6 separate regions of the Mus musculus genome follow, and regions 1, 2, 3, 4 and 6 are each linked to region 5. A link is a contact called in public ChIA-PET, HiChIP or PLAC-seq and promoter capture Hi-C data. All regions are on one chromosome and are shown on one strand. Each heading gives the region's core, a stretch centred on a gene start, on an enhancer-like site or on the middle of the called end of the contact. The rest is flanking DNA. Distances are from core to core; before and after follow the strand shown. Region 1 overlaps Sptbn1 (spectrin beta, non-erythrocytic 1). Region 2 overlaps Sptbn1 (spectrin beta, non-erythrocytic 1). Region 3 overlaps Sptbn1 (spectrin beta, non-erythrocytic 1). Region 4 overlaps Sptbn1 (spectrin beta, non-erythrocytic 1). Region 5 holds the start of Psme4 (proteasome (prosome, macropain) activator subunit 4). Region 6 holds the start of Fem1al (fem-1 homolog A like).

The links. Promoter capture Hi-C pulls out the DNA fragments that hold promoters and counts their contacts. ChIA-PET counts read pairs in DNA pulled down with a chosen protein or histone mark. HiChIP or PLAC-seq counts read pairs in DNA pulled down with a chosen protein or histone mark.
Region 1: a contact with region 5 is called in an H3K4me3 HiChIP or PLAC-seq map of the SCID.adh cell line, with 11 read pairs. The contact joins the enhancer-like site here to the promoter of Psme4 in region 5. A contact is called at or near these places in 6 of 39 promoter capture datasets (the C10 cell line, cranial neural crest, hematopoietic stem and progenitor cells and 3 more), 3 of 484 Hi-C or Micro-C datasets (CD4 T cells, LSK cells and embryonic stem cells), 26 of 115 datasets of contacts at active chromatin or transcription factors (the 230-238 cell line, CD4 single positive thymocytes, CD8 T cells and 16 more) and 4 of 9 other capture datasets (adipose tissue, embryonic stem cells, liver and 1 more).
Region 2: an RNA polymerase II ChIA-PET map of memory CD8 T cells shows a contact between it and region 5, with 16 read pairs. The contact joins the enhancer-like site here to the promoter of Psme4 in region 5. A contact is called at or near these places in 3 of 39 promoter capture datasets (the 3T3-L1 cell line, cranial neural crest and hippocampal neurons), 8 of 115 datasets of contacts at active chromatin or transcription factors (bone marrow-derived macrophages, embryonic forebrain, extraembryonic endoderm stem cells and 5 more) and 2 of 9 other capture datasets (adipose tissue and embryonic stem cells).
Region 3: a contact with region 5 is called in an H3K4me3 HiChIP or PLAC-seq map of embryonic stem cells, with 6 times the contacts expected there. The contact joins the enhancer-like site here to the promoter of Psme4 in region 5. A contact is called at or near these places in 2 of 39 promoter capture datasets (cranial neural crest and pre-B cells), 1 of 484 Hi-C or Micro-C datasets (embryonic stem cells), 15 of 115 datasets of contacts at active chromatin or transcription factors (bone marrow-derived macrophages, differentiating embryonic stem cells, effector CD8 T cells and 10 more) and 3 of 9 other capture datasets (adipose tissue, embryonic stem cells and liver).
Region 4: an H3K4me3 HiChIP or PLAC-seq map of bone marrow-derived macrophages shows a contact between it and region 5, with 11 times the contacts expected there. The contact joins the enhancer-like site here to the promoter of Psme4 in region 5. A contact is called at or near these places in 4 of 39 promoter capture datasets (the 3T3-L1 cell line, the C10 cell line, cranial neural crest and 1 more), 1 of 484 Hi-C or Micro-C datasets (liver), 18 of 115 datasets of contacts at active chromatin or transcription factors (the 230-238 cell line, DN3 thymocytes, the NIH/3T3 cell line and 11 more) and 3 of 9 other capture datasets (adipose tissue, embryonic stem cells and liver).
Region 6: a promoter capture Hi-C map of hippocampal neurons shows a contact between it and region 5, with 3 times the contacts expected there. The contact joins the promoter of Fem1al here to the promoter of Psme4 in region 5. A contact is called at or near these places in 4 of 39 promoter capture datasets (cranial neural crest, hippocampal neurons, liver and 1 more), 1 of 115 datasets of contacts at active chromatin or transcription factors (pro-B cells) and 2 of 9 other capture datasets (adipose tissue and liver).

Annotation. Positions count from the first base shown.
Region 1 is chr11:30,192,670-30,196,579 of GRCm38.p6, reverse strand. All of the region lies in intron 1 of Sptbn1 (spectrin beta, non-erythrocytic 1), which reads left to right. Among named protein-coding and RNA genes, the nearest start is that of Sptbn1, 25 kb to the left of the region's middle. Within about 2 kb of position 1,634, at least 10 of the 459 cell types and tissues checked have an H3K27ac peak or open chromatin away from gene starts, as enhancers often do. A contact at or near this core is called in the SCID.adh cell line and pre-B cells, where this site is marked.
Region 2 is chr11:30,125,369-30,129,284 of GRCm38.p6, reverse strand. The region is part of intron 17 of Sptbn1 (spectrin beta, non-erythrocytic 1); the gene reads left to right. Among named protein-coding and RNA genes, the nearest start is that of Sptbn1, 92 kb to the left of the region's middle. Within about 2 kb of position 2,249, at least 13 of the 459 cell types and tissues checked have an H3K27ac peak or open chromatin away from gene starts, as enhancers often do. A contact at or near this core is called in memory CD8 T cells, where this site is marked.
Region 3 is chr11:30,176,262-30,180,068 of GRCm38.p6, reverse strand. The region is part of intron 1 of Sptbn1 (spectrin beta, non-erythrocytic 1); the gene reads left to right. Among named protein-coding and RNA genes, the nearest start is that of Sptbn1, 42 kb to the left of the region's middle. Within about 2 kb of position 2,423, at least 55 of the 459 cell types and tissues checked have an H3K27ac peak or open chromatin away from gene starts, as enhancers often do. A contact at or near this core is called in differentiating embryonic stem cells, embryonic stem cells and kidney, where this site is marked.
Region 4 is chr11:30,098,777-30,102,341 of GRCm38.p6, reverse strand. Sptbn1 (spectrin beta, non-erythrocytic 1) reads left to right here. Exons shown (of 35, transcript NM_175836.2): 34 at 687-729; 35 at 1,628-2,947. The coding sequence ends at 1,846. Among named protein-coding and RNA genes, the nearest start is that of Eml6, 75 kb to the right of the region's middle. Within about 2 kb of position 2,256, at least 21 of the 459 cell types and tissues checked have an H3K27ac peak or open chromatin away from gene starts, as enhancers often do. A contact at or near this core is called in bone marrow-derived macrophages, where this site is marked.
Region 5 is chr11:30,769,533-30,773,356 of GRCm38.p6, reverse strand. It overlaps Psme4 (proteasome (prosome, macropain) activator subunit 4), which reads right to left and starts at 1,582. Exons shown (of 47, transcript NM_134013.3): 1 at 1,133-1,582. The coding sequence starts at 1,374.
Region 6 is chr11:29,824,391-29,828,393 of GRCm38.p6, reverse strand. Fem1al (fem-1 homolog A like) reads left to right here and starts at 2,726. Exons shown (of 1, transcript NM_176829.2): 1 at 2,726-4,003. The coding sequence starts at 2,939. The region is part of intron 13 of Eml6 (echinoderm microtubule associated protein like 6); the gene reads left to right.

The DNA.
Region 1 (3,910 bases), core at 385-2,884, 580 kb after region 5:
CAACATTGACTTGTTTTGGAAAATGAGGCAGAACAGGATGTGATTTTTAAACATTTGCTAGATGTTGCTGCATTCTTTCAGCGTCTGGCTAAGAGGTGGGTCATTAGCACTGGGAGATCAACTAAGTCTTTAGTTGCATCTCTGAGTCATTGAAAGTGGAATTTGCTTTCTTGAAAATTTAGGTGAGTGAGCTTGCAAGTAGTGAAATAGAAAACATATATTCTAGGTCTTTGAGGAGCCCTACACTTGTAGAATCAAAAGAACTCAGAATGCCCCCTTTCTCCTTGGCCTGGGCTCTCTAAGGAGAAGAAGCACTTACAGGATTCAGTCAGAAAACTGTTTCAAGCCTGTCCATGCTGTGTAGTGTCAGTAAAAACAATCAAACAGTAGAAAGTATAAAAAGAGCCTGGCAGTGATGGGACACGCCTTTAATCCCAGCCCTTGGGAAGCAGAGGCAGGCGGACTTCTGAGTTTGAGGCCAGCCTGGTCTCCAGAGTGAGTTCCAGGATAGCCAGGGCTACACAGAGAAACCCTGTGTAAGAGAAAGTATAAAGAGGATGTGTGTGGAACGCACTGTTTGACCCACCCATAACAAAAGGGTTATTCTAAAAGGTTTAAGTGTAGTTGTAAGTTGCTCACTGCTTGGGGTGGAGCTTATACACAGGAAATGTCTTAACTGTCCTCTTTGGACAAGGAAATGGTTTTTAAAAATCACACGAATGCCCTCTATTTTAGTTCATGTTCTTTTTCCTCAAGGAACTATCTTTTAAAAATGGTGGGGATTAAGTTGTGTAGTAAATATACCAAATTTTTAGAAGTAAGCTCGGTCACTTGCTCTAGCTCCAGATGACTTTTTAAATACTGTGGTTTTGAGTTGCATAAGTTTACTGTTGGTGTTTCTATAACAGAAAACCACCTGTGTTGAAGAACTGAGAAAGGGTGAATTAACTTTCAAATAGGATGGGTCACATTAGGGTCACTAACTTCCAACAGTGTCCTAGTGAGAAGAAAAACAGATTGGGGTTTAAACAGGATGAGAGTTTGGGGGTTTTGTTTGTTTGTTTGTTTGTTTTTTCGAGACAGGGTTTCCCTGGGTAGTCCTGGCTGTCCTGGAACTCACTCTGTAGACCAGGCTGGCCTTAAACTCAGAAATCCACCTGCCTCTGCCTCCCAAGTGCTGGGATTAAAAGCCTGTGCCACAACGCCCAGCTGAGAGTTTATATAAAAACCTTTCTCAGCTCCTGATCCTTGGTGTGCTGTTCTGATCCTTGTAGTTCTTGTAAATGTTATTTTTGATAACATAAATTCTATGTACTGGTATAATTTTATACATGCTCGAAGGCCTGGGGAATAATCTTTCTTAGCTCTTGTCACCTAGTGTATGGGATGTTTTGTTGATTTTTTTTTAATGCCCCCCTTATGAATTTATATACTTGGTATATATGTCTGGGAAGGGCTTTCATTTCATGGAAGTATGTTACTATATTTGTTGCTGGATGCAGTTGGTTGGAGTTTGCTTTTCTAGCAGCTGAGCAAAACCTGATATTAAGAGAAACCTGGTCTGTTTAGATAACATAGTGTGTAGAGATTTATGGGCCAGTGAGTAAGTGGCGGGGTGGGGGTGGGGGAATCTCATTGGCTTAAGGAACTGAGAGATACTGGTTTTGGTTAGCTTGTTTTAATCACTCCTAAGTTCATAATAAGAGAGGTCAGGGTCTTCAATCTCTGAACTCTGACTTTAGCCACCAGTACATAGCTTTCTTTCATTTTTCCACCTGTCAAATTAAATTATTCAGGTCAACCCCTGTCTTATAAAGTTGGATTCATTTTCTGTTGTTGCTTTTTTTACTTTAAGATAAGCGAAGAAAGTTGAAACAACTGGTTTCAGCTTCCTGCTTAGAAAACTGTGATTACAGAAGTTCACAATACCTTCCCTGTAGTTGTACATCTGCCTGCTTAGTCCTTGTGGGAGAATCCTCTGCCTTGTTAGTCTCCCACTGTGTTCTCTTATGCATGCTTATTGTATATGAAAAAGTATACGCTCTTGAGCTTGGCATTCAGGACTTGTGCAAATGGCCCTATACTGTGTGGTCTTCCTCTTCCAACTCCTTCACTGCAGTCAAACCTGTAGACAGGTAGTCAGTCCCTCATCTCTAGCCTGCCTTCTTCCGCTTCCCTTCCTCTCAGCCCAGAGCACTGATTGGCTGTAGCAGTGAGATAGCAGAGGCAGAATCCAGAGGGAAAGCATCAAAACAGGTTTTGTTTGTTTGTTTTGTTTTTTTAAATCTTCTTTGCACCTTACTCTATGGTTAGCACCATTCTGGAGAAGCGCTTTCTGCAGCTTCTGGCTGGATGAGTTTGCCCTAGAATACTGAATTTCGGGCCACAGGAGTTCATTTCCCTGCTCATTACATGCTGAGGTGCTTTCTAATTACGTGTGTGTGTGTGTGTGTGTGTGTGTGTGTGTGTGTGTGTGTGTGTGTGTGTTTTGTGTTTTCCCTTGGAAGTGGGAAGAAAGCATCATATGTCCTAGAGGTTACAGATTTTTGTCACCCACCCAGTGTGATAGCTGGGAGCGGTCTCCAGTCCTCTGAAAGAGTAGCAAGCACTGTAACCATTAGGCTGTCTTTCCAGCCTCTTAACTATAAAAATTAATAATTTACTTACTTATACTGTATATGTATGTGACGTGTATGGAGGTTAGAGGACAGCTCTGTGGAGTTGGATACCACCTTCAAACTTTCTATGGGTCCTGAGCATTGAACTAAAAGTTCACTAGTCTTGCTCAGTAAGTTCCTTTATACATTGAGCTATCTTACCAGCTCTTAATTCCCTGTCACCCTTTTCTACTACTGAACCACCATTTTTGAGACAGGGACTCATATAATCCAAACACACTATGTAATTGAGTCTGGCCTTAAATTCCTTGTTCTTTTCAAAATGTTGGGATTATAGGTGCCCACCACCATCCTTGGCTATTTTAATTTCTTAGGTCTTGGAGAAAGATGAGTGCTGATTTTATACCCATGATTCATAAAGAACCCTTATATCTTTATCTTTTCAAGACAAGGTTTCTCTGCATATCCCTGGCTATTCTGGAACTTTCTCTAGCCTAACCTGGCCTAGAACTCAAAGAGTTCTGCCTGCCTCTATCTTCTGAGTGCTGGGATTAAAGGCGAGGGCCACTATCACTCTGTCACAGAAAAACATTTATTAAGTTTTTAGTAAACTTTTGGTTTGTGGTGTGACTTAAAATATATGCTTTACCTCATTTCAATAGCCTTAGAGAAAGAAAATGTCTAAGTCTATACTTAAGGTCTTAAAGACAAATGTTCAGTATTTCCCATTACAATGTGAACAGACTTGATGACATAATTTTTAAATTTATTTTGTGTATGGATGTTTTACCTGCATGTATGTATGCATAGCATGTTGTGCCTTGTGTCCTCAGACTTCAGAAGAGGGTGTCAGATCCCCTGGGACTGTGTACATGGAGATGGTTGTGAGCCATGTGGGCTCAGGTAGGAGCTAAACCTGGGTCCTCTACAAGAGCAGCAAGTGCTCTTGACCTCTGACCCAACTTTCTAGACCAACATTATTTTTATCTTCAGTATATGAGTGTTTTTCCTGCATGTGTATGGAATGCCTATGGAAGCTAGAGAGATGATGTTAGAGTCCCGGAAATAAAACTTAGTTATTAAGAGCCATGGGAGTGCTGGGACCCAAACTCTAATCCTCTACTAAAGCTGCACGCTATCTCCAGCAGCAAATGGCCTCTTCCTCCTCCTCTTCTTCCTCCATTTTTCGTAGGAAGGTTAGGGGTAGGATTATATATGAGGACATTTGAGGGATTTTATGAAATGCGCTGTATTGTTTTGTTTTTGTTATGTTCCTCAGACAACTTTATGGG
Region 2 (3,916 bases), core at 1,000-3,499, 640 kb after region 5:
ACAGCTGCCATGTTTTAACTCTTTGGAAAAACGGTACATTTAAACACCATGGACGGAAACAACTTACTAAATACTGAAACTCTCTCTATATGTTAAAAACCAGAGATATAGGGGCTAGAGAGATGCTTGGTGGTTAAGAACACTGGCTTGCTCTTCCAAAGGATTCGGGTTCAGTTAGACTGACAATTTCCTGAAATTCCAGTTCCAGGGAATCTGACCCCTTCGTTGACTTCTGCATGCACTGCGAACACATGTTACACGGCTGTATATGTAGAGAAAACACCTATAAACATATAATAAAAGTAGATAAATGTTAGGCTAGTGAGACGGCTCAGCAGTTAAGAGCACTGACTGCTCTTCCAGAGGTCCTGAGTTCAACCACATGGTGGCTCACAACCATGTAGAATGAGGCCAGAGCAAGTGAGAGCCAGAGCAAGTGGGGCTGAAGTGAGAAGCCAGAGCAAGTGAGAGCCAGAGCAAGTGGGGCTGAAGTGAGAAGGAAAAAGAGAAAAAAAGTAGATAAATCTTTTTAGAAAAACAGAAAATTTTAAGCTATATTCCAGATTTCTTTTTCATTAAGACCTTAAAAAGAAAGTTTATGCCAAGCAGTACTCTGCATCTCAAAGACCATCTTTTAACATGCACTATTAATCTCATGATTCCCTCAACCCCCAATAAATCCAGAAAGAAACTTTGAAAACTAAAGTTAACCAAGAAAATGTAGTCTCTTCTGAAAGCCAGCTAGGAAGAAACATGTAGCAAACTCCATATATGTAAATTCATAAACACATCATATTTCTCCATCTGCCAGAGAACTACAGTGGAATTCGTTCCTCTCTAGTTTATAGAATAAATTCCCTTAGACCCCAAAATGGGATAAGGAACATCCACAAGAAAGTGTAGGGACCCGAGGGCCAGGGACCAGGACAGAATATAGTCTTAACCCATTACAAACACCTTGTATATGGACATCCAGCTATATGTTCAAAGAAGTACAACAGACATGTTAGATCTTTTGCAACAAAAGGCATTCGTGCCTAGTAAAGAGACCGTGAACCTTATAATATGCTCTGGCAGCCCTACGCACCATGTTAGACAAAAAGCTTCTTCTGAGTGTCAGGGGGACACAGATAGCCAATTAGAGAGGATACTCACTCAAGACACACACAGCAAGTGTGCTTTGCAGGGAGCCAGTGTGTGCAGGAGAGAAGCACCCGCCACACACTGGCTTTCCTTGTATCACCCTGATGTTTGCCATGAAACAGACATCACCTGAGACTGTGTTCCTTCAGCCAGAGAATTAATGGATTATGTTATACCTGCTTTTTTGGGGTATGTATGTATGTATGTGTGTATGTATGTGAGACAGTGTCATACTGTAGTTTAAACCAGCCTGGAACCTACTTCTGTTATGAAAATTAAGTTACAGATATTAGCCACTGCCCTAGTCTTGCTTCCACTTTTAAAGGACAAGTTAATATAATGAAATTGATTGACAGAACCATGTTAAAGCCCAGGCTAAGTCTGAGGAAAGATATGTAGCTTTCTACATGAATACTGTGCCAAGTCCCCCTCATCCTACGTCTCTTGTTTTGCTGTTGCTCTGTGGGATTCCTTAAAGTTTGCACAGCCACAGTGACTGCTGAGAATGTTTGATGTCCCACACAGCTTATAGTCAGCATGTGACAAAACTTAGGTTTGCTGGTTTCCAGACACTTTATAGACATACAAGTATATTGACCAAAAGAAGTGTCCCATTCCTGCACTGCAAACACCCATCATTCTGCCTCGTTTAAATATAGTAGGCCAGAGTATTTTGGGAGTGGAGGTCATATAGACCAGCCTTACATTTGACTATGTTTTATGATGGTAGTTATTTACCTAGTAGGCAGAAGTTACTGTTACTAGCTGTTTGTGTTCAAGGTCTAGAGAATCCACAGGTTTGTTGCCTCCTCAATACCCCCCCCCCCCCCACATACACACACACACACACATACATACTCCTTTTCTCCTGGGTGCCTTGGCTAATGGAAGCAAGAATTTTAAGATCTGCCTTTATTGCCCCCATAAGGACTGAGGGCAGCCATTGTACTTGATACAGTTAAAACAGGGACCCACTTGCTCACCTCAAATACCTATGTAGGGAACATCTTAATTTTCACAGCGTGGTTTTGGTGGAGTATAGATGATCTGAAAGTTGTGGCTGGCTGGTTTATTCTCTTAGAGTGTACTTCTGACTTTTGAAGGTGAATTGGTTTGGTTGGTTGGTGGTTTTTGTTCTCTTTCCCCAGGAAGTCAGTACAGACTTGTTTGGCACAGGACTGAGTTTTGTACTGAGCCTTGCTCAGTGATTAAAGCTTTTTTTTTTTTCTTTTTCTTTTTCTCTTTCTCTTTCTTTTTCTTTTTCTTTTTTCCATCTGCACAGTGATTTTTGGTTTTTTTGGGTTTTTTTGCAGAGAATGAGTATATTCTGACATGACCTTTGTGAATGCCTGAAATAATCACTTAGCTCTAGTTCCAGAATGGTGACAGAGGACCAGAATACTAGCTAGTTCCATAGCTCTACAGCATTGTGCTGGTCTGCATGATATCTGTAGGATGATATGTTCAACAAAGAGCACATTGGTTTATAAGTGTAATTTTTATGTAGTGCTTTCTCCTTTTAAAAACAAAATCCTACTTGTGTGTTATGAATAGTGAAAATATGTGTATGTCCCTGGCACTTTCGGTCAACAAATATCCTCTATTGTAGGAGACCTCTCTCTGTGCTACACAGAGGGATTTTTATCATTTGGTTTTCTTCATCTCTCTCTTTTTTTTTTTTAGATTGGACAAACGTCCTTCGTATGTCACATTGTAGCCATTTAGATTGCTGGGAAATAGTTAAATTCTTTTTTAGTTGAAAACGTGCTATCTTTACTGTTGTTTGACCAATCAGTGGTCTTCCATTACAAAAGATTTGCTTTGACCTTTGCTCCCGACAGTTCTCCTTCATGAAAGATGGAGCTAGTACTTAGAGTTTTTGTCCATTCTCAAAGTCAGCAGTTCTCTTGTGACCCGCTTTGCCCTCCTTGACATTTTATAAAGAACAGACCCACTGCTGTTGAAGCAAATATATGGAGAAGCCTTTCCCAGCAGTACCAGGGTATTAATGAAAGGCTTCAGAAACACGGATACCGTAAAGGCGTCTTTGGTCTCCTGTGCCATTGTAGACTTTGAGACATGAAACCATGGAGATATTCAGGTGCAGACTCACAGGGAGTAGTGACTGCTTTAAAAGTAATCTCACTTTCACCCACCCAAGTGGCGGTAGATGGTCCCTGAAGGACTCCATTGTATATCTCTGGCCTGGGCACTTATAGGCAAGCAGGACCAAGCAGGGTCTGACTTGGGATAAAAGCCTGAAAGAGGTCAGAGCTTGGTTTGGCCAACTCCCATTCCAAGCCTCTTATAATTTATTTTAGTCTGTCAGCAGCTGGCAAGCTTTGTGTGGCTTTCTAGTATATATGGTTGGTCTCGGAGTCCAGTTCTGTGAAGTGTTCTTAGTTTGAGTGGAAGGTTCCTTCGAGAGTTAGAGGCTACAGAAAAACAGGTAAAGGTGATTTAGAGTTGACAGAAAAAAAAGAATGGCTGTTGTCATTGCATTAGTTCCACGGTGAGCAAGTTGTTTATGTTCTTTGACATTCCCACACATCACCCAGTAGATAAATGAGCAGGTTTGTGTGTTGTTTGGTTCTTGGTTTTTTGAGATAGGATTTCTCTGTATAGCCCTGGCTGTTCTGGAACTCACTCTGTAGCCCACAGTGGCCTCAAACTCACAGAGATCCACTTGCCTTTGCATTCCAAGCACTGATACTAGAAGCATGCGTCACCACTGCTGTGCAGATTGTTTTAAAATACATACTTGCCAGATGAA
Region 3 (3,807 bases), core at 1,174-3,673, 590 kb after region 5:
AGTCCTGTGGAGGGAATGATGGGCCATAAAGGAGTGGGACGTTCCAGTGTTGGACAGCAGCACAGTGAGAGACCCTTGCCTAAAGTCCGATAGGTGCCAGAAAGTTGTAGTATGCTCAAGAGCAGCCACACAAGACTTGTGCAGGTAGAGTTCTGTGTATTTGAGCCTTGATTTCTATGTTCCTTACTGAATCCCATTGAAGTATTATCTCCATCATGAAGATAGGCAGAGTGAGGCACAAAGGGCGTATTGGCCAGAAATGCTCAGCTAGTGAAGTGTAGTCAGAATTACAACCCAGACAGTTTGCTTTGAAACTGTATGTTGTTGTTGTTGTTGTTTTTAATGCTGTGCTGGCTTTCTAGTGTGTTTTCAGTAATAATTTTTGAGAAGACCCAGTTCCTTAGTCTATGATTTTCTAGATCTCAGACTAGAATTCTGCAAGGACTTGAGAGACGCAGATTTGGGAAGGGCGAATCCTGAGAGATTAAAATTCTTGATTTTTGTCCAGACTGGTTCATAATTGGTGGTGGCAGGGAGGGAAGTATGGTAAGTCAGTGTCGTACACAAGACATGTCTTACCTCGGAAGACTCATTCTGTTTGGTGATTCTGATATAAAAGAGGCTCAATAAACAATACAGAATTTTCTGATCTGTTTTGCCATTACTAAAAATGATTTGTAAGGTCCTAGAGTGATGGGTGCTGATATTTAGGTAAAGGTTTTGGAGTTAAGAGTATGGTCTTCCCTTCTCGGGAAATGGTGGTGCTGGAGCAGTTTTCAAAAGTTGACAGCATTATCCAGGCAGTGGTGGCGCACACCTTTAGTCCCAGCACTTGGGAAGCAGAGGCAGGCAGATTTCTGAGTTCGAGGCCAGCATGGTCTACAGAGTGAGTTCCAGGACAGCCAGGGAGGGTTATACAGAAAAATCCTGTCTAGGAAAAAACAAAAAAAGTTGACCGTATTACCCAGGAATGTGGAGTTTTGTCCAAGTTTCCCTAGCATGGGACAAATGATAACTCTCCAACTTTAGGTCCTCAGCTTGATGAATTTTTTTTTAAAGAGTTATTTATTTATTTAGTTTCTATGAATACACTGTAGTCCTCTTCAGACACACCAGAAGAGGGCATCATATCCCATAACAGATGGTTGTAAGCCACCATGTGGTTGCTGGGATTTGAATTCAGGACCTGTGGAAGAGCAGTCTGTGCTCTTAACCACTGAGCTATCTCTCCAGCCCCCAGCTTGATGATTCTTGTTTGTTTGTTTGTTTGTTTTGTTTTGTTTTTTTCCAGACAGGGTTTCACTGTGTAGCCTTGCTGTCCTGGAACTCCACAGAGCAGGCAGGCAGGCCCAGAGATTTACCTGCCTCTGCCTCCCAAGTGGAGTGCTAGGATCAAAGATGTGTCTCCCACCCCCATCCCAGCTACTAAATTTTCTTGATTTTAAAAACTTCAGCTTCTCTCCTATTTATTGTTAAGTTTAAGCCCAACTGGCCCTTTGATATCTGATGTCCACATTGGAATAAAGTAGATACTCCATATTTGGGGTGTGGCTGTCTCCTGGCATAAATGAATACTTCTAGTTTCCCCAGTCACTTCTCAGGCCACTTTTTGAATTTCCCCATATCATGTAAAAATAATTTTTAGAGCAGTTTATCCACGCGTGTTAGTATCTTAAAACCACAAAACTTGGTTTTCTTTGCTAGCTGATAATGCTTTAATTCTGGCACCAGGAAGTAAGGTTTTTTTTATTTTTATTTTTATTTTTATTTTTATTTTTATTTATGGTTTAATTTGATCTGAGCCAGTGTCTTTTGGTAGTGACTTTTTCTGAGTGTATGTGATAATTGTACTCAGTCCAGAATCACAAGATTCATTATAGGATTGATGGGCTCTTTTCTTTGGCTTCTCTGTCTAGAGAAGTCTAGAGAACTTCTTAGGAAGTTCTGAAAGATGTCATGTCCCTGATAAAGGGTCTTTCCCCCAAGATGTGTCTTCTGAGCAACTTGCTTGTGTGAATGTGTGCATTCTGTCGTCTTCTCTCGTAAACATAAAGCTGACTGCTGATTTATATAGGTCACGGGATATTCCCCTTTACTTTAAGCTGTAGTGCATCTGAAATGTAGAAGGAGCTATAACAGGTACTTGGTCAAAGACAGCCGAAACAATTTACTTTTGTCTTGTGGCCTCTGTAGGTGTGGGAGGGAAGACATGCAGTATTAGGCTACATCTTGGCATTTTCTTCCAGATTGAGCCTGTGGGTGTGACACCTAGTCTCAGCCCTCACATAAGTAAACTCAAACTTTGTGACACCAGCTGTAGCACTCAAGGAGCCAGGCTTCCCTCTATAGTAGGGTTAGCATGATTAGCCCCTTAACATGCTCACTTGGCTCCTACAGTCGCAGAGCAGCATTGGACAAAGCTGCTCCTCTACAGTACTTCCTGGAGGCTCTGAAACGCCTCACCTTAGGTTCACATAAGGTGAGTCTGAGAGAGTATGAGGACTTAGGAACTTACTGGTTTTAGCTAGTGCATCTAGACCATAATGTCTGCTGTTTTGGGGTTTTTTCCCCACTGAATCCAGTCTGTGCAAGTAAATAGCCCAGAGCAGTTAACTGTATTGTCCTTGGAAAAGGGTTCTAAAACTAACCCTTTTTTCCGTGTGATTACTTTCTCCTTTAGTAGCACCTGAGAACCACTCTTTCCGTTTCTAGGACCAAACAGAATTCCTTTGTTGTGTAAATAAGTAACCTTGGGTTCATTTGCATTACAGCCTTAGGTGAAAGGTGAATGGGCTGGTTCTGTCAGCCATGGGGCCCCTGGGGAAGGAAGCCAATGCCAAGAAAATTGAAGCATCCAACGAGGGTTACAGAGTACCCTGGATTGTCAGAGCAGTGATGGCTGGGAAGAAGTTCTTTGAAGAAATTCTCTTGAAGATTACTTGGGGTGCCATTGTTTTATAAGATTTCTTCTTTTTTTGGCATGTCAAGTGGTAGGGACTAAAGGTAGAACTAACTACATGTAGAACTAAACAGTATTTGAAACTTGAAACAAACTAGCATCAGGAGCCTACTTTGTCAGTCACCTCTTGTTTGTATGCTCTAGCCAGCTCTTTATACCACTGATCCTTATGAAACCCATGTTAAGCTCAGGCCTTAGGATCTGAGAAGATCACAGTGTCGCATTGCTGCTTATTTGTGTATGTGGGGGAGTGTATGCGTATGTGTATAATGACATTATAATCCTAGGATTCTCTGTGTGTGTGTGTGTGTGTGTGACTGACTGATGATTGAACATGCCAAGCCAAGAGTTGTAGCCAGGATTACAGACATATACCTCCATTCCTGGTTTATCTGCTGTCATTTTTCATCTGAACAAGAAATTTACTAGCAAAAGCTGCTGCTCTCCATCTGCAGCCCTTCAGTATTGTTAGTGCTGTGGAAGGAGACTGGCTTCATAGAAACTTTGGTTGACCGACACTGTTGGCTGTCCTGCTTGTCAGCCGTGGGTATCCTTTGTTGCTGCTTTTGAGGATGTCTTGGCTGGACGACCTTGGTGCTCATTGGCTCCTTCTAGACTGGCAAGGCAACCTTGTAGCCAGCTTTCATGTTTCCTCACTCTGGGGAGTTATGGTTGATCACTTGAATTTCGTGTGTATTTGTTTGGTTTCTAGCCTTTAATTTGCCCTGCGACCACTTGTGGCTCAGGGTTAGCCAGGCCCATAGTTAAAGAACAACATAGTTGCTAGCCCTGAGCTAAAGTCCTTTTTCCCCTTTTATTTCTGCTTCCTCTTCACAGACTAATTACCA
Region 4 (3,565 bases), core at 1,007-3,506, 670 kb after region 5:
AAAATCTAGAGGTCTTTTTTTTTATTGTCAGTTGGGTAACTCTAGAAATTGCAGATGTGGAAGACACAAACTCAGAAGCTAGAATTTCAAGAGTACTCACCTTTTTTGAAGTTTTCTCTTGAATTCATTTCTGGTCAGAAATTAAGAATCCAAGTGGTATTGGCCATAACAAAGCCAGACCTTTCAGAGGTTGAATTTTTTTTTGATCCTTCTGTTGGATTAAAGCACCAGATTGCCTGTGTATATTGGATTTATCTGGTGAATGTGTGACTTCATAATGACCAGGGGCCATTGTCGGGCCAGTGCACATCTCCAGGCCTGGTCATCAACCCATGGAGAGCTCTATTGACATCTCTGAGGTAAACCCATGGCCTGCTTGTGACCCACCCTAGATAAGGGGATCATGGGGTTTTGTTTGGTTGGTTTGGTTTGGGTTTGTTTTGTTTTGTTTGTTCTGTTTTGCTTTTTGAGACAAAGTTCCTCTGTGCCTGGCTATTTTGAAAATCAAGCTATAGACCAGGCTTGCCTCAAACTCACAGAGATCCACCTACCTCTGCCTCCGGAGTACTGGAATTAAAGATGTACACCACCATACCTGGCCTGTATTTTTAATTTATATTTTTTAACTTTCTAATATGAAATTGTTACCTACATAATTATAAAATGTAATTTTCTTGAAATTACAGACTAAGTGATGGAAACGAGTACCTCTTCCAAGCCAAAGATGATGTAAGTTACTACTGGGTTTTGTTTTCTCAGATACCAAAGCTCATGGAAGTATTTGTGAGGTGTTCAACTGTCTGGTCTTCATAGCCACCAACACTAGACTAAAAGAAGAAAATATCATCATGTTCCTCATTAAAGGAGGGAAACTAGAGCAACATCCACTAGATTCACTGGAAACTAGGAGCAAGGAAGGCCCTTGCCTGCTGCTCCTTAGAGCAAGGCACAGAGAGGTGGCCCAAGTCTGAGTATATGTCCTGATGCCCAGTCCAAAGCCTCTACACTGTACTCCATTACCATTAGCCTCACCTCCTTGGAGAAGAGAGGGTCACCTCAGTGATCATAACATGTGCAGCAATTTACATTTTAAAAGGCCCCTTCCACCAGGAGAGGTAACTCTGGAAAAGGGCGTGGGGACGTGTAAGATGGCTTAGTTGGTAAAGGGCCTGCCATCCAGTCTGATGACTTGAGTTTGATCCCCAGGACATACTTTATATAAAGAGAAAATCAACTCTGAAAAATTGTCTTCTGATGAGCATGAACTTACGTGTCTACACACACACATACACACATGAAAACATTTTTTTAATTTAGGGAGGAAAAACACTTTCTAGAATGAGAGTGATATCTCACAGCCTTAGTCTAGTCCTGTAGCTCTTGTAGGTATGTAGGACTACATCCCAGAGTAATGGTCTGCGGGTGCAGAGCAGTGGGCCCATCTGAGGGGCTAAGCCATATCCTCTGTGGTATTGAGAATGTAGATAAGCATTTAAGGACAGTGACCCTAGAGGCACTGCTGCTGAGCCTTCTAGCTGTCAGGCTTGGATCGTCATGGAGGTAAGACCAACTCCTCATGCCCGCCCCTCTTGACCAAGTCTTAACCTGTGTCCCTTCCTCTATCTAGGAGGAAATGAACACATGGATCCAGGCTATCTCCTCTGCCATCTCCTCTGACAAACACGACACATCTGCCAGCACCCAGAGTACGCCAGCATCCAGTCGGGCGCAGACCTTACCCACCAGCGTCGTCACCATCACCAGCGAGTCCAGTCCTGGCAAGAGGGAGAAGGATAAAGAGAAAGACAAAGAGAAGAGGTTCAGCCTTTTCGGCAAGAAGAAGTGAACTTCCCTGTTGTCCCGCCCTTCTCTTACCTTTAGTAAGAGTCCAGCATGCAAGTTCCGACCAACACATTACTCTGTGCCTAATGTTCCTCCATGTAGTTGATTTTTTTTCTTTTCTTTTTTTTTTATTTTTGAAATAAATTTTTTAATTTATAGAGTATTTCTGAGGGGTGGGGGAACCATACCTAAACACTTTATCTCCAAGTTTAAAAAGTTTGAGGTACAGAGGGAAGGCCAGATTTTTTTAATGAAATTATATAGATTAGATCTCAGTATTTAAACTGTTCCTCAATTTTGTGAGGCTGTGTTGGAAATAACCCGCCTCTGATGCTGTTGGTATGCAAGGCAGTGGTGCTTACACAATATTTCCTGTGCTCTCCAGAGACGATGGACCGATTTCCTGACACTACTCTCCCTTCACTTCCGTGGTTACCCTGAGTCTTGACTTACAAATGCCCACGATGGGTGTAGCCTTTATTAAACAGATCATGTATTCTGATCTCTTGCTGCAGCCACAGTGCAGCTCCATGTAAACCTACAGGCCAAACCATTTGTATCCGGCATCACTTACTAACACACAACATGTGGCTTTTCTGCATCAATTGCTGTGACAGTTCAGAATGTTGGTATACAAGAAAGAATAGAAAATTGATAAGGTTTTAAATAATCTGTAATTTCAGTCTCTTTTTTTCTGAAATACATTATATTGTATGTTTGAGATAATTCTAGTACAAAGTATAATAAACTAGATGTATAATAAACCCTTTAAATCATTGCTAAGTGTATAAGTGGAACTGAAGCATTTACTGGACAAAGTAATGTTACTCTAATGGTTACTTGCTTGTGCGTGGCCACACTGTTATAATTTGCTTCATTACCCTGCTATTTGATACATAGTGTGCATTTCTCTGTCACTGTAACTATTGTAATAACAAATTTTCATCTTACTGCACAATCAAAATGGCATCTATAGTAATGACCTCCAGAGTCTGAGCTTGGACAGAGAGTGGGCGCTCAGGCCTGGTGCTCCATCATACGACCTGTACCTCTCAACTTTTGCCCTGTTAAATATATGCTATGTCATTAAATGCTTTTAAATCTAGCCTATGACTAGCCGGTGTTTTTCCTTCCCTGTCCAAGCATGCCTAATAGGGAATTTGCAAAGTGTGTGAGTGTGAGTGTGTGTGTGTGTGTGTGTGTGTGTGTGTGTGTGTGTGTGTGTGTGTGTGTGTGTGTGTGTGTGTTGGCCTTGGAAGCTGTAACAAATGAAGAATGAATAGGCGTGGTGAATGGTGATACTTTTCATGTCTTATAGCCTTAAGACCTGCACAAGGAGAGGCAAATGTTTCATGAAAAAGAACAAGGGATAATAATAAATACTATAGACAAAGGAAGGCTGTCTTCCCTTACAGAACAAAAGCCATTCTTGGTAATATGCAAAAACTGGACATGGCTATGGTAGTGTTCATTGAGTCTTCCTCAATGTCAAGTTTGCCACAGGGCTTCCTAGTGCTTAGGACTTCTGAGGTGGACAGTCAGAGGCTATCTTGGTTGTGGTATCTTTCAAATCTAGCAGTCAAGGTTTCAAATCTAGCAGTCAAGGTTTACTGGTCAAGGCCTCAGCAAAAAGCACTAGGCAAAGGTGGTTCTGCACTCAGGACTTTGCTGAGCCCTGGTTTATTGTGTCCCTGTCCCCACACACCCTCGAGGGTGGATGGAT
Region 5 (3,824 bases), core at 333-2,832:
AAAAAACTTGTCAGAAGCCCCCCAATAATTAGCACATAAAAATTATCCCGAAGAGAGATACAGCCCACTATTGTATTATAAAACCCTGAGTCATCACCCAGCTCACTCAGCAGATTCTGGGGAACACAAATGACATGCCCTGTGCAATCACTTATCGGTAACCATATGCATAAACATAGTCTTACCAAATTATATGTAGCGTACCAAACAAAACAGCAAAAATCTTATATAATAAGTTCTGCCAAAGTAAAGGCGCGCATAGAGCAAATGACCTCTCCAAACTTTTTGCTCCATCATTACTTTTCCCCCGTTCTAATTCTAATGACGCTATAATTTGCGGCTAGTGCGTACGGAAAACAAAAGAACTAACCAACTCAAAACCACACAGTCTGGCCAACAAAGCCCGGGATCAACCTAACAGCGCTCTTCACTATTTGCCTTAGAATAAGCGAAGTCGTGACCGAGGAAATGTCACAACAGGAACATACACTTTTCCTAGAATTCTAAGACAACATTCTCAACGTCTACTCAATCCGAGAATGCGCTGACTGTCCATTTGAAACGAATCGTTTCAATTAAATCCAGGAAGCCAGAACAGCAACCCAGACCCCCAAGAAACATAGTAACACAGAAAAACACACCACACACACACACACACACACACAACCTCTTACTGTCCCTACTTCCTACGGTAAGAAGTGTAAAGTGGATCGACGAGGAAGGAAAAACAAAACAAAACAACAACAAAAACAAAAAACAAACAACAAACCCAAAAAAACCACAGAAGCAAGGACAGGAGTCGCTTCCCCAAAGACCGAAGCTCTCTATCCCGCAGCTCCAAGCGCAGAACCCCAGGGAGAACCAATGGGAGCCGCTCGTCCCTATGCCCGGGTACGCCTGTGGCTCCCCAGAGCCTGGCACGTCAAGAGAAAGGACCAGAACGCTGATCGTGAGAGGCGACCGACAGGACCCAGAAGTCCCACGGAAAGCAACGAGGAGACTGGGTCTCCCCGGACTCGGCCGCGCCCCTGGAATCCTGCACCAGGTCAGCGCCGTCTGGACAGAACAGAGTTGAGCAGCACCAGCAGCGCAGACAAAGAGCCCGGCCCGCCGACGGCTTCAGCCCACTTACGTGGAGAGTTTCCGCGTCCAGAAGAGGCCCCCGGGCCACAGCTCTTGGAGCTGCACGGCCCGGCCCAGGTTGCTCTTGATCTGTGCCAGCTGCAAGTCGGACTCGGCGTCCAGCCGCTCGGCATAGGGCAGAAGCTTGTTGTACACGATCTCCTTCTGCGGGACGAAGGCCCGCGGGCCCAGTACCGGCCGCCCGCCAGGCTCGGGGGGCTCCCCGCCGCCCGCCCGCTCCGGAGCCTCCATTAGCCCGGGGCCGCCCCCGGCCCGACCCCCGGCCCCGGCCCCCGCCCCGCTGCGGGCTCAGCCTCGTCCGCGTCGCCTCGCCCTCGGCCCGACCGCTGGGCCCCCCTCCCGCCCCGGCTGCCCGGCGCGCTGCTGGACCCCGCGCGGCACCCGGTTCGTTGGCGGTGGCAGCGGCTGCTCGGCCCGGACCCCTCCGGCTCTTCTGGTGACGCTGCAGCCGCAGCGCCGGGAGGTTCCGGACCGGCCTCAAGTCACTTCCGGGGCGGGGCCACGGAGGCGGGGAGGAGGTAACCTGGCTGCTTTCTTGCAGTCAGCCGAGTTTGGTGTCAGCGACTGGGGTTGCCACGCGAGGCTGCCGGCGAGAAACAAGAGACCCTACTCTGCTCCAGCAGGATCCAGAGACACGGAATCCGACTACCTCTCCACGCTCAGTATCCTCTCTTCTGGGCCAGTTTACGGAAGAGCAGCTTGTATCCCAGCCGGGGGCGGGAGTGTGGACAGCGAAGCAGTATGAGCACAAAGAGTTCTAGGCCAACCTCTGCTTCCTACTGGCAACAGGAGACACTATCTTTAAAAAAACGTGTATGGAAGAATCTGTATACACAATAGTACCCTGTGTTCCTCTGTCCTTTTACCCCCCACCTTTCTGATATTTCCCCGTCCACCCTCCAAAAAAGTTACTCAACAAATATACTTTGTGTGTCATCTTCTCATTTAAGGTCCCTATAGAAAGTTTAAGAACGCCTAGTTCTGCCCTTAAGGACGTAGAGGCCTTTCCTGGCAACAAACTAATAAATTACAAGATAATGCATTGGTAAATACTGGATAAGTACCGAGATACCTGGGAATTCTAAATGAAGGCATATCACCTTCATAGAAGTTATTTTTAAATTAATCTGTAAGGTTGATGGCAATGTTATTTCGATAAAGAAAGGAGGAAGAAATAATTATCAGCTGACAGAAAAGACTGAGGCTGCAAGCTTGCTTTCTGATAACTCAAGATTCAGGCTGGTTAAAGATTGCTTGCCAGAAGGGAGTGAATACATGTATTGAGACTAAGAAGTAAATGCTGGAGAATTGAGATTGATCTTAAAAATAACAAGAAATTTCTAAGAGAGGACATTGTAACATGCGCCTGTCATCCCAGCATTTGGAAACTCAAGAGCAGGAGGGTTGTAGCTTAAAGCCAACCTGAGCTAAACAAAAAAACGAAACAAAACAAACTAACTAACTAACTGAAAAAACAGACAAGGATTACCAGCTGGTCTATGAGTTCTACTAGTGGTTGGCCTCTTTCCTAAGCTGAGTTCCATCCCTAGATCTTCAAGAAAATATTTTACAAAAAAAGTCACCATCTCAAAAGAGAATGTCTAAAAAACAATAAGCCTAAGGGCAGCATAATAAAATTTACTTTTGTTTCTTTTAGTTTTTGTTTTTGGTTTTGTTTTTTTGTTTGTGGTTTTTTGTTTTGTTTTAGTTTTTTTGTTTTTGTTTTTGTTTTGAGACTGGATTTTACTCTGTAGCCATGGCTATTATGAAACTGCTATGTGTTAAGACCTGTGTCTAGCCACCCATTTTGTGCTGTTACTAATATTATAAGGAAACTTTCTCATGCCCGAGTTGATGGGGCATTCTGTGTTTTGGTGTTCTTGGAAACCAACCACAATATAAGTCAGTTAGAACTGCTTTGTATAGTTAGCAGCAATAACCTTGGACTGGAACCAACCACCAGACAGCACTTCTTGCACCTGTGTATGACCTTTTATGGTTTTTGCTTTTATAAGCTGCCCCTGGAATAGACCCCAACATAAAAGAGAGGCCTACACCAATAAAAGAAGCTATTTGGAATAAGACTTCCATTTTGAGTAGAGATTGAGTAAAGTTTAACTTCCCAAGACGGCCCAGGGAACTGACATCCTACTTGGCAGAAAGAGACATGTACATGGGTAACTAGCATCCTGGTTGGCAAGTTAAGACGTGAGTGTTGAAGTTAAGCAAGGCAAGTCCTCTATCACAGCTGAATACCTCAACCAATAGGAGCTGGATAAATGGACAGCAAAGATATGTTGCCAAGGAAATCCCCTATCCCTAAATACTGATTGGTAAACTAACTTGGCGGGTTTAAAAGCTTAAAAGCTCTGTAGGTGGGTGGGTAGATGGGTAGGAGAACACCCTCATAGAAGCAGGGGGAAGAAAAATGGGATAAGGGGTTTCCAGAGGGGAAACCTGGAAAGGAGATAACATTTGAAATTTAAATAAATAAAATATCCAATTTAAAAAAAAAATAACAAAGGGGATGGGGAGAAAGAAAAAAAGGAAGAGCTCTGTAGGATCTTGGCTCTTCTAAGTCTGGTCTATGACCCTGATCAATCATTCCTGGGTTGAATGATCAATAAACTATGCCTGTCTGACTAAAATCTGTATTTGTGTAGTTTGTGAGGTGACTCGTG
Region 6 (4,003 bases), core at 1,477-3,976, 950 kb after region 5:
GAATCTCACCCTCTGGGATAGGTTAGGCAGATGTACTGATCTGGATGGAGCCTATTTGGTCCATGAGAGGCAGATCTGAGTAGGTTTCCTGTAGCTTATAAGTTTACAAAAGAGATAACAACATGAGTTAGCAGCATGAGCAGTCTTTAAGATGAGCCTTTTGGGGAGCAGAAGGAACAAGATTAAAAAGTTGGATCATATAGTGGAATGTTTTATTAGAGTTAGAAAAATTTATAGGAACACAGATAATGCTAGGACAGTGGCACAGCAAGAAGAGGAAATATGAAGCATTTAACTAATGGAAACACAGTTTAGGTAAGGAGATAGCTGTCTAGCTGTCAGTGTAGTCAGAAGTCTGGGGAATAAACAAAAATCTAGCAGTTACATTATTTTAAAAATGACAGAGTCCACTAGCCAACAGTTCTGTAGTCTCTATGGTAACGGGCAGATTCTGTAGTCTCTATGGTAACTTGGGCAGAGTCAGACTGGCTTTCATGTGCAGAAGATGCAGGGCCTTTTCTCTATGGAATGGATATGGGTGACATGAGAAATGACTGACCTTGGTTTAGCTAAGTCATTTGACTCAGAGTATCTAGTTTTACCGACTGTGTATTCTAGTGGTTATCATATCACAATTCAGGCAGCATCCTGTAACTGTGTCCACATCTTCTGAGACCTCATGGGAGAGACTTTTGGAAATTCTGTCTGTCATAAATTTAATAATTAACAAACTTCTGACAAAACTGAGTGCTATATATATTAGATATAACTGAATAGAATTTAATGACAGGAGTAAAACTCATATTAAGACAAGATAGGAATGAAAACCTTAGGTAACTTTGGCAGGTTGTGTAGGTAGAGAAAAGTACATTGTTGTATTAGCAGAGAGACTTATGGCTAGGACCAGAGTAAGAAAGCTGGCAGCAGTGGCATAAGATCGGTCACAGAAAATGAGTTTGTCCAGGTAGGTTCAGCCTATGTCACAAACTGAGCATGCAGGCTGTGAGAACAAGCCAGGGGTGTGGAGCATGAATAGGTAAATGCTTGGGCATAGGGGACATTTTTAATTTACCAGACTGCTGGCAGTATGCGTGACGATCTCTTAAAATATACATTTGAAGATATTGCAGCACCCACTGGAGAGTTATTGGATTATTTGTACTGGCATCCTGAGAATAATTCAATAACCAAAAATTCTAGCCAGGCTAGTGCCCTAAGCCTTCACTAAGGCCCCCTAGAGGCTACATGGTAAGTCCAGGACTTACCAGAAAGGGCCCTACCCTAGGCCTAGGGGTTTTTTAAACGGCTGCAAAAGCTGGGGGTGGGGTGGGGTGGGGGAGTTCGAGAGCTGCTTTCAAAGGGTATGGTCACCCAAGGGTCGATGTCCTAACTCATATGTCACCTGGGAAGTTGGTCATAAGGACAGTGGCTGTGAAATGTCAACCCTTTAGCCCCCAGAAAAAAAAAAAAAGCTGGCCAGGCCCTATCTGGGAAATTAGAGTCAGCCCTCCTGCTGACTGGAAAAACTCCTTATCCATCGAATGCCAGTGTGTGTTTGTGAGCTTCCGCAGGCTCGTAGCAGGAAGAGTGGAACTGCGTGGTTGGTTTGGGCCCATTTGACTTTGTCAAATCTAACAGATGGGAACTCTGGCAGGATGTAAGGGGCAGGGACCTACTTTTCAGGCTGAGAACCAGGAGCAGAGCTAAGGAGCAGAGGGGAAGGGCAGCAAGTGAGAAGAAAAGAACAGTTAGAGAACATTATAACATGGCTCCAGCTGAGGCTGCAGTGGCTTTAACAGCAGCTTTTACACCATGCTAGGTACTAGCAGAGAATAAGGTCAGTTCTTAGTCAAAGACAAAGTGATTAAATAAGGCAAAGAACTAAGAGATCACACCAGGTAGTAATCAAACAAAGCAATAAACAAAATCCTCCCCCCCACCCCCCACCCCCAGTCACTGGGTCTGGGGGCTTATCAGGATGACCAGGACAAAAAGGAAGTCACACCTTCCTTGGCTGAGTTTACCTTGATCCTTGCATCAGCCCAAATGTGAATATTCTTATCTGAGCCTACTGCCTTGAGCCCAGTGACAAGTACTTGCCAAATTTTTATAAGTGGTACTAAAAGCTCTCTACATTCATAGGGGGCAGGAAGGGCAGTAAGTAGGATCAGGCAGGCAGGTAAACCTGTTGAACTAGTCTGCAGCAGGTTGTAAATGAGGGAGGGGAGAAGGGAAAGTCTAATGCTCAGAGCCCTGGTGCTGTTGAGCCAGAGAGCAGTGGTCCAGGCCCAGCCTGAAGTTCTCAGACGCAAGAAAGAAACTGTCTCTAAGGAGAGGGAAATCTCACCCAAGGGAAAAACTGGATGTCTCCCATCCTCAAGGACAACACAGGGGTATCTCCTATCTCAAGAACTCTCCCCTGGGACCATAGAGATGGGAAAGGATGGGGGCTTACCAGATCTTGGGCTAGGGAGTTCTCTTGTTGTGGCTGAGATGGGATGTAAACTTGAAGAGATTTTAGATCTGACTCACGGCACAATGTTATGATTATTAAAAAATAAAGAAATATAAGGATATGCCCTATGGAGGTGTGGTGAGGTATGGAGGAAGGTGGTGTCTCAGCCGGCCCATGTAGAGGCATCCCTTCTCTCTGAGGGACCACCATTTTATAGTGAGCCAGGCCTACCTGGCTGTTGCCAAGTAACTGTGGGGGTGAAGTCCAAACAGAATCCTAACAACTAGTGGACTCAAACCAGGACAGTTTTGATGCTGGGTCCAGTTTATATTCTCATTTATATCCTAAAACCACACACTGGGGCAGACAGACAATCAAGATTTAACAGAAGCAGGAGAACCGCTAAGATGACAGCCCTGGAGAAGGTGAAGGATGTCTCTGGCGACCGGCGGCCCGGCTAGATCCAGCAGCGAGGCTTCCAGCATGGATCTGCACACAGCGGTGTACAATGCGGCGCACGACGGCAAGCTGCCTCTGCTGCAGAAACTGTTGGCCAGCCGTGGGCGTGAGGAGCTGGAGGAGCTGCTGGGTGAGGTGGCCGGCGGTGGAACGCCACTGCTAATCGCAGCGCGCCGTGGACACCTAGACGTGGTGGAGTATCTGGTGGACCACTGCGGCGCCAGCGTGGAGGCGAGTGGCTCTGTGCACTTCGATGGCGAGACCATCGAGGGCGCGCCGCCGCTCTGGGCAGCGTCGGCCGCGGGTCACCTGGCCGTGGTGCGTAGCCTTCTGCACCGAGGCGCCTCGGTCAACCGCACCACGTGCACCAACTCCACACCGCTGCGCGCCGCCTGCTTCAACGGCCACCTGGACGTGGTGCGCTGCCTGGTGGGCGAGCACAAGGCGGACCTGGAGGTGGCCAATCGCCACGGCCACACGTGCCTTATGATCTCCTGCTACAAGGGCCACCGCGAGATCGCACGCTACCTGCTGGAGCGCGGCGCACAGGTGAACCGGCGCAGCGCCAAGGGCAACACCGCCCTGCACGACTGTGCAGAATCTGGCAGCCTGGAGATCCTACAACTGCTGCTGAGCTGCCACGCGCGCATGGAGCGCGACGGCTATGGCATGACGCCGCTGCTGGCCGCCAGCATCACTGGGCACACCAACATCGTGGAGTACCTCATCCAGGAACAGCCGAGCCACGAGCAGCTCTCAGGGACAGAGCTTCCTGGAGAAGGCTCCTCCCAGATGGCAGGAAACCACTGCTCCACCCCAGAAGATGCAGAACAGTATGAGAGCTGCTGCCCTACCAGCCGGGAAGCGGCTGTGGAAGCTTTGGAGCTGCTGGGTGCCACCTATGTGGATAAGAAAAGGGATCTGCTTGGAGCCCTGAAGCACTGGAGAAGGGCGATGGAACTCCGCCACCAGGGTGGAGGCTTCCTCCCTAAGCCAGAGCCCCAGCAACTGGTTCTGGCCTATGACTATTCCAGGGAGGTGACTACGCCTCAAGAGTTGGAAGCCCTCATTACAGATCCTGATGAGATG